Linked DNA regions of Mus musculus: region 2 is linked to region 1. A link is a contact called in public Hi-C data. All regions are on one chromosome and are shown on one strand. The core of a region is the stretch at or near the end of the contact, and the rest is flanking DNA. Distances in the headings are between cores, read along the strand shown.

Region 1 (3,610 bases), core at 675-3,174:
TTTTGCATCTTTAAATGATTGAAGCAAAATCCAAAGAATGTATATTGTGACATATTATATGAAATTCAAACATCAATGTTCATAAAGTTTTTTTGGAACACAGCCATAGTTACTTATTTGATTTGTCTGTGGCCTGCAAAGCTAGGTTATAGACTATATGGTTCTCTACAGAAATAGTTGTTGACTCCTGGGATTGACATTCAGGGTGAATGAAAGTATGAATGGGCAGGGAGAGGCAGGCAGAACCAAAGAACATTTCAGAGGAAATGCACAATGGGAGTTTTCTTTTCTGATGGGACTCCTTGTCTTGATGTTGGTGTTCCAGTGGGGGCATTGCTAGAGTGTGATGTATGAGTTTAATCTCAGAGTAAACCCCATTCATTACCCGGCTGGTTCAGGCTCCAGTGCTAATCTCATGGCATGATGCAGGGCCATTTGCTGGTGCAGCACAGTATAAATAGGCTTATGGTGAAGTTCAGAGGCCCACTTCTGGCTGGGTGAGGCTGAGGGGAGTAGGCAGCTGTGTTCTATAGAAAAGGCTGGAAGAAAGAAATAGCTGGAGAGGCTCTGAGGAGGCTCTTTTCCACCCAGCTGCGCCTTCTCAAGGGTGTGTTTGTTATGACCTAAGAAGTTGGAGCTCTCTGTTTCTGGCTGGTGTTGATTCTTCACTGCCTTTAGGGGGATTGACTGAGAGCCCTGAGTAAGGAGAAGGCTGGGAGGTCAGCTTCCCTCCTGTCTCATGCCTGCCTCTGGGGATCCGTATCCAGAGATTCTGATTCTTTGGGGAAAGACACAAAGATGAAGCAAGGTATATTGTGAGGTCTAATCAGGACAAGGCATGGCCGTCACTGAGTGTGGGTGTCCTGATCAAGCATCCCCAATGCCATGGTCAGAGGAAAGCATCTCATCAGCCCCAGACTGTACTTCTTACAGCCCGTAGAAAAGCAGAGCCTCACTGTAGAAGAGATTTTAAAGAGGCAGCCTCTCGTGCAGGAGAGGAACTAGAGGCGTAAGATGGACACACTTACCTGCTAGTTCCTATGTGGAATCAGTTTCAGGCTTTAATTATACACACACACACACACACACACACACACACACACACACACACAGAGAGAGAGAGAGAGAGAGAGAGAGAGAGAGAGAGAGAGAGAGAGAGAGAGAGTGTTAGTTAGTTTCTGGGAATCTAATCCAGGATTTACCTGTGCATTCTACCATTGAACCCCAAATTCTTGTTTTCTATGCACCCATCAAACATGTATGCGCACCTGTGAGAAATTAGGAGGTCAGTAGGTTAGATGAGGACCAAGCCAAAGGCAGTGCTAAAGTCAGCCAAGGGAAGGAGCGATTGTTCTTGGTCTCAGCTCTGAGCTCCTCTCTGTGGTAAAGCTATCCTAGCTCTAGAGGCAACTTAGTCTCTCCTATTGTTGAGTCCTGGTGATTTCTAGCTCTTTACACTGTGTTGTCTTCTCTAGGCCTGAAGGTGATGAGCAAGTGACATTTATTTTTGTATGTCTGCTTCATTATGTGGAAGACTTGCAGTAAACGTTGGATGAATGGATGTGGTGAATAAATATAGACCCAGATTCTCAAACTGTTCTGGGGAAAAAAAAATTGCCTAAGGAGCTCGTTACAAATTCACTCTTTTGACTCTTTGGGACCCCAGCATCTGAATGTTCATGCCCAGGTGTGTTTCTGGGTGCGGGTGGTCCGTACACCATACTTACAGCAACTCTGGCACAGGTGCCAAGCCTTCTGGAGTAGAGGCAGGAACAGAACATTAAAAATAGCTCTCCATTCATCTGCTCATGCTCAGTGGCCAAGCGCCCCCTCCTGCTGGCGTCAGGTCCGGATGTGGGCCAGTTCTCAGCCCAGGGGAAATGAACAGTGTCTTCTCCGAGGTGCCCAGAACACTCTGAGTCAGTGGACTGCACTGGCCAGTCAGGCAGAAGGGAGCTTCCACTTCTTTGTAAACCTTGGTGGGAACCGAGTTGGCACAGCGAATGGGGAGGAGAGGAAGTGCCATGTGGGGCTTGGGGTTGGCCAAGGTTTCAGGACTGGATGTGCTTTGGGTGGCTGCTCAGGCTGTTGCTATATATGCAGTTTCCTCTCTAAATAGTAACTTTCCCTACTGGCTTGTGTGTTGGTTGGTGACCACAAATGCATGGCTGCTGTTCAGGAGGCTCCTGGGATGAGAGGATGGGGCTGGGTGGCTGTCAGGGCTTCAGAGGAAAGACAAGATTGCTGGTGTCTCCTGTCACTGACTCATGAGGAGATCTGGGAGGTGTGGCTTTTCTGTGCCCCAGGCTTACTTTTCCATCTGTCAAATGGGTGATTTAAAGGGACAGAGTGATAGTGTTGATCTTCAGGAAGGGATGTTTGCAGGCCGGTGTTCTGACTAAGTCCAGGGCTGTGTGTTAGCCAGAGACTGCAGATGGACTTTTAGAGTTAACCCTTTCTGGGCACACATGGCTCGTCATGGTATGGGTGCTGGTGAGAACAGCAGCACAAGAAGCTGAGAACTTGGTCATTTTTTCCCCCTTACTCCTTAGATCTGTTCCAGCCACAGTAGGGTTTCCATAAATAATTATAGAGCTTAGAGCTCCAAAGAGCAGTGATTGCCAAGTGCCAGCCCCATTTCTTTCTTTGCTCTTTGATGGGCTTGGCATGATGCATAGGGTGTATGAGGAGCAGGGGCTTTCAACATCGCATCCATTTCCCCCTTTTCCTTCTTGATCTCTTCCTGCTGTACTTCCTCCTCCTCTTTGTAGTGCTGAGGATTGAACCTAAGCCAGACATACTTAGCAAGAGCTCTGCCACTGAGCTGTAGACCCCAGCCCCTTTTATTGGCCTTTTTTTTTCTTGCCTTTTCTTCTCTTTACATGGAGAAATACTAAAGGCCAAGACAAGGATAAAAGTCTGTGTGCTAGAGTAAACCGTGTGTTTCTTTCTCTTCTCTTCTCTTCTCTTCTCTTCTCTTCTCTTCTCTTCTCTTCTCTTCTCTTCTCTTCTCTTCTCTTCTTTCTTTCTTTCTTTCTTTCTTTCTTTCTTTCTTTTATTGAACTTTACCCTGTAGCTGAGGCGATCCTTGAACTCATGATCCTCAGCCTCCCAGTGACTGGGAATTTTAAGTTTGTTGAAGTTTAGTTTCCTCATCTGTGAAGTAGGTAAGCAGTAGCCTTCTTGTGGCGTGTCTGCCAGCCAGTGCGTATGAGCCTTCTCTGCAGTGCATGGGTTGCAGAGGTGAGAGGGGGAGGATGGAGGGGGAGTGCTTGGCCCTGGGGGTTGACAGCCTCTGAGTGAGGAGACCTCTGAGGCTTACATCTCTTACAGCACTGGATGGGGATGCAGCCTCAGTAGTGAGCACTGGCAGCTCTCTTAGGGGCAGTTCACCCTGCTCTACCCCCAACTCCACAGCATTTTGGTAATAAAAATAAAAAAAAATCCATATTTCATGGTGAAAGTTTTGAAATAGCAAGGCTCAGGTTGGCTGATTTGGGTTCCCAGGAAACCACACCTCCTGTGTGCAAATGCCCGATAACAGTGTTTGGTTTTTTTCCACTCAGCACCTGATGTGGAAGAGTACATCTACTTATTTGTTTGTGTGCAG
Region 2 (3,610 bases), core at 355-2,854, 150 kb before region 1:
AGGCAACATGAAGGAAGCTCTGTCTTAAATACAACAAAGCAGAAGATAGACAACTAGTAAGGCAGGGGAGGCGATATCCAAACTAACACTTAGCAGAAGAAAATTAGAATACCTGAACGGTATCCTTAACTAAGTGATGATAGCAATAAGGATAGAGGCTAATGTTTCCAAGTCAATCGCTTTCATATATGCCAGCAACAAACAAGCAGAGTTTGAAAAACAAAACAAAACAAAACAAAATGCATTGCTTGGCTGGCAAGATGACTCAGTAGGGAAAGGCACTTGCTACCAAATCTGATGTCCCAAGTTTGATCTCCAAACCCCCACAACTAATTCCCACAGTTTCCTCTCTCCCTCCCTCCCCCCCTCTCTCTCTCTCACACACACACACACACACACACACACAGATACACAAGTAAATAATAAATACATAAAATTTAAACCCCACATTGCCATTTATGTTAGCACCCCTGATTTTTTAAAAAATAAGGTAGCCTGGGCTAGTAGTTTTGTTTTGTTTAGACTTATTTTATTATTATTTTTTTTTGTGCATGGATATTTGGTCTGTCTGTCTGTATGTATGTATGTATGTATGTATGTATTCCATGTGTGTTCCTGGTACCCTCAGAGGTCAGATCTCCTAGAGTTGGAGTTATAGATGGTTGTAAGTTACCAAGTGGGTCCTTGGAACTAAACCCAGGTCTTTACAAGAGCAATAAATGCTCTAACTCATCTATCTCTCAGTCTCTCTAGTCTTGCACCCAAGGTCCTCCTACTTTAACTTTCTAATCTTTCTCTTTTCTTCTCTAGATCTCCCTCCCTCCCTTTGTTCCTTCCTCCCTTCGTTCCTTCCTTCCTCCCTTCCTTCCTTCCTTCCTTCCTTCCTTCCTTCCTTCCTTCCCTTTTCTTTTTTTAATTTCATAATTTATTGAGTACACCATTATGGTGCAGCAGGCAGGATAATGAGCATGCCATCTGCTCCATGATATTTTATTACTTTTTAATGTCAGTGAAGATCTGTAGTGATGTCTTACCTTTCATTTCTAATGATGGTAATTGGTCCCCCCACCTCTTTCTGTCATGGCTTAACCTGATAAGAAGCTTGTTAATTTTATTGACCTATTCCAAAGAAGGCTTTTGGTCTGGTTGACTTATAGCTCGTGTTCATGGATGGGAAGACTTGGTGGATCTTTCTGATGCATGTTCATACATTCATTCATGTGTGTGTATAAGCCTAAGTACTTTAGGAACACATTCCAGCTTTCAGCCCTGTAGCTCAGCACCGAATTCACACAAATAAAAAGCCATCAATCAATCGATCAATCAATCAATCAATAACTCATGGCCAAGGAAGTCAGGAAAGGCCCTTTAGTGGATGTGGACAATACAGATACCAGACCAATTTACTCTGAGGATTTGTCACTGGGATTCCTGCTCTCAGTCCGCCGCCCAGGCAGGGCTGCCTATGTGCTCCAGTAACTGCACCAGCAGGAGGGAAGCACTCTCACAACCCTTTGTAGACTTGTTCTCGCTGTGTTTGCCACCACAGGTCTCAGGAGGCTTTTGCCTTTCTTGAGCAGAACTGAAAGTTCACTGCACAGCCAACTCTAGTGGCCCCAAGACTTTCATTTCCTTTTTTATTCTAGGGAGAGTATACTAAGCAGGGCTACTTCATCAAGAGAAAAGTAGGTGCCAGGTGAGTGGAGGCTGGGTCTGGGCTTTATTCACACCCATGGCTCTAAGCCAACAAATCATCAAAATCTTTTCTTTACCGTACAGATTTCTGACCCCGCCTCAGACTTCCCCTGATAGCGGATAGAGGACAGGAGTCTGTAATTTTTCCAGTTCTCTCAAAAATGTTCTGATGAGCCTGTAAGGTTTAGGACCCCACTGGGTAGTGGCAGAGGCTCCTTGTCCCTTTTTGGCTCAAGGCGTTCTCTTCCTTTCTCTTAGATCGCATCTTCCTTTCATGCTTTTTTCCCCTATAACACTTAAACATACTTTCATCATGTATTTTTTACATGATATCACATATATTTGTGTATTTCCTTTGTTGCCTGGTAAACTGTTCAAGGGCAGGGATTAAACCTTAGTATTTCCTTCCATGTGCTCAGGACTGCCACAGTGTTGAACAGGTTGTTCACAGAACAAAGGTTAGCATATGGGGTAAGCGGGACTGTGAACATGCTAAACCCCAACCTGACTCACCAAGTCAGTGGCCTCTAGTGACTAGAAGGAAGGATGCCTTTTCTAACATGACAAAAGCTCCAAGTAGGCTATGCCGGCTCAGTTTGTGCCTGGCTTCATAATCATATGAGGAAAATCTGAGCATCTATTCAAGAAAAAAGTTTGAAGCTGGATGTAATGACACACGCCTTTAAACCAGCACTTGGGAGCCAGAGGCAGGCAGATCACTGAGTTCAAGGCCAGCCTAGTCTACATAGTGAGTTCCAGGACAACCAGAGCTACAGAGAGAAACCCTGTGTCATTCCCTCCTCACTAAAAAAGAAAGAGAGAGAGAGAGAGAGAGAGAAAGAGAGAGAGAGAAAGAGAGAGGAAGAGAGAAAAAGCAAAGCAGATGATTTTGGTAGAGGGCAGGTGTTCATGCAATATTTGCCAAAGCCTTTGTAAAAATTTTACTTATTTATTTGTTTGCTTGTTTGTTTGAGACAGAGTATCTCTCTATAGCCCTGACTGTCCTGGAACTCACTGTGTAGATTAGGCTGGCCTTGAACTCATAGAGACCTCCCTGTCTCTGCCTCCAGACTGCTGAGATTAAAGGCATGCAGCACCACACCTAACTAAGGTCTTGTTTTAGAAGTCCCAGTCCTTCAAACCCCAGTCCATTGCTTCCTCTTCTGAGACTTCAGTACCTGGCTTGCACCTTGAGCAACATTTCATGCATTGGAGACAGTCTCGATCTCTCTCAGCATCTTCAACTCCCCTAGGGCCACCTTACCTACCTTGTATCCGAGCAGTTTAGTGGATTTTACTAGATGGATGAATAAGGTTTGCACAAGCGTGCCATCCCAGCACTAGGGAGGCTGAGATAGGAGAACTTCCACAAATTCAAGGCCAGCCTGAGCTACACATAGAGAACCTGTCTCTGGGCTTCTTCAGCTCATAAAAAGGCATAGTAACTTTTTACCTCTAGCACGAAAAATAGGTGGTGCAACTTCAGAAATAATTGGTAATTTAGTTAATTACATGTATATAAATAAAGGCTGGGATGCAGGTCAGTGACAGAGTGCTATCATATAATGCCATATAAGATATATTACTTTTATATTTGTTATTACAAATGATTCATATAATTATGTAATATGTATCCTATAGTAAATGTGTAATTATGTGTTATAATATATAATTAGCTGTGGCTGGAGAGATGGCTCAGTGGCTAAGAGCACTGACTGCTCTGGTAGGGCGCCTATGCTCAGTTCCCTGTACTGCACCTACATAGCAGCTCACAATCGTCCATAAATCAATCCAGTTTCAGAGCATCTGGCTTCCTCTTCTGACCTCTGAGGGCACCACGCTCACACAAGGTACACAGACATGCAGGTAAAACACTCAGACACATAAAATAAAAATAAATGTGAAAATATTTAAA

Evidence for each region. Hi-C and Micro-C count contacts between places; a contact is called where the count stands out from the background.
Region 2: a Hi-C map of bone marrow-derived macrophages shows a contact between it and region 1, with 36 read pairs. The contact joins two enhancer-like sites. A contact is called at or near these places in 3 of 484 Hi-C or Micro-C datasets (the HPC-7 cell line, bone marrow-derived macrophages and nephron progenitors) and 8 of 115 datasets of contacts at active chromatin or transcription factors (acute myeloid leukemia, bone marrow-derived macrophages, embryonic limb bud and 5 more).

The regions. Positions count from the first base shown.
Region 1 is chr2:90,503,310-90,506,919 of GRCm38.p6, reverse strand. All of the region lies in intron 1 of Ptprj (protein tyrosine phosphatase, receptor type, J), which reads left to right. Among named protein-coding and RNA genes, the nearest start is that of Ptprj, 75 kb to the left of the region's middle. Within about 2 kb of position 1,924, at least 180 of the 459 cell types and tissues checked have an H3K27ac peak or open chromatin away from gene starts, as enhancers often do. A contact at or near this core is called in bone marrow-derived macrophages and microglia, where this site is marked.
Region 2 is chr2:90,648,130-90,651,739 of GRCm38.p6, reverse strand. All of the region lies in intron 1 of Gm39871 (a long non-coding RNA gene), which reads left to right. Among named protein-coding and RNA genes, the nearest start is that of Gm39871, 20 kb to the left of the region's middle. Within about 2 kb of position 1,604, at least 57 of the 459 cell types and tissues checked have an H3K27ac peak or open chromatin away from gene starts, as enhancers often do. A contact at or near this core is called in bone marrow-derived macrophages and microglia, where this site is marked.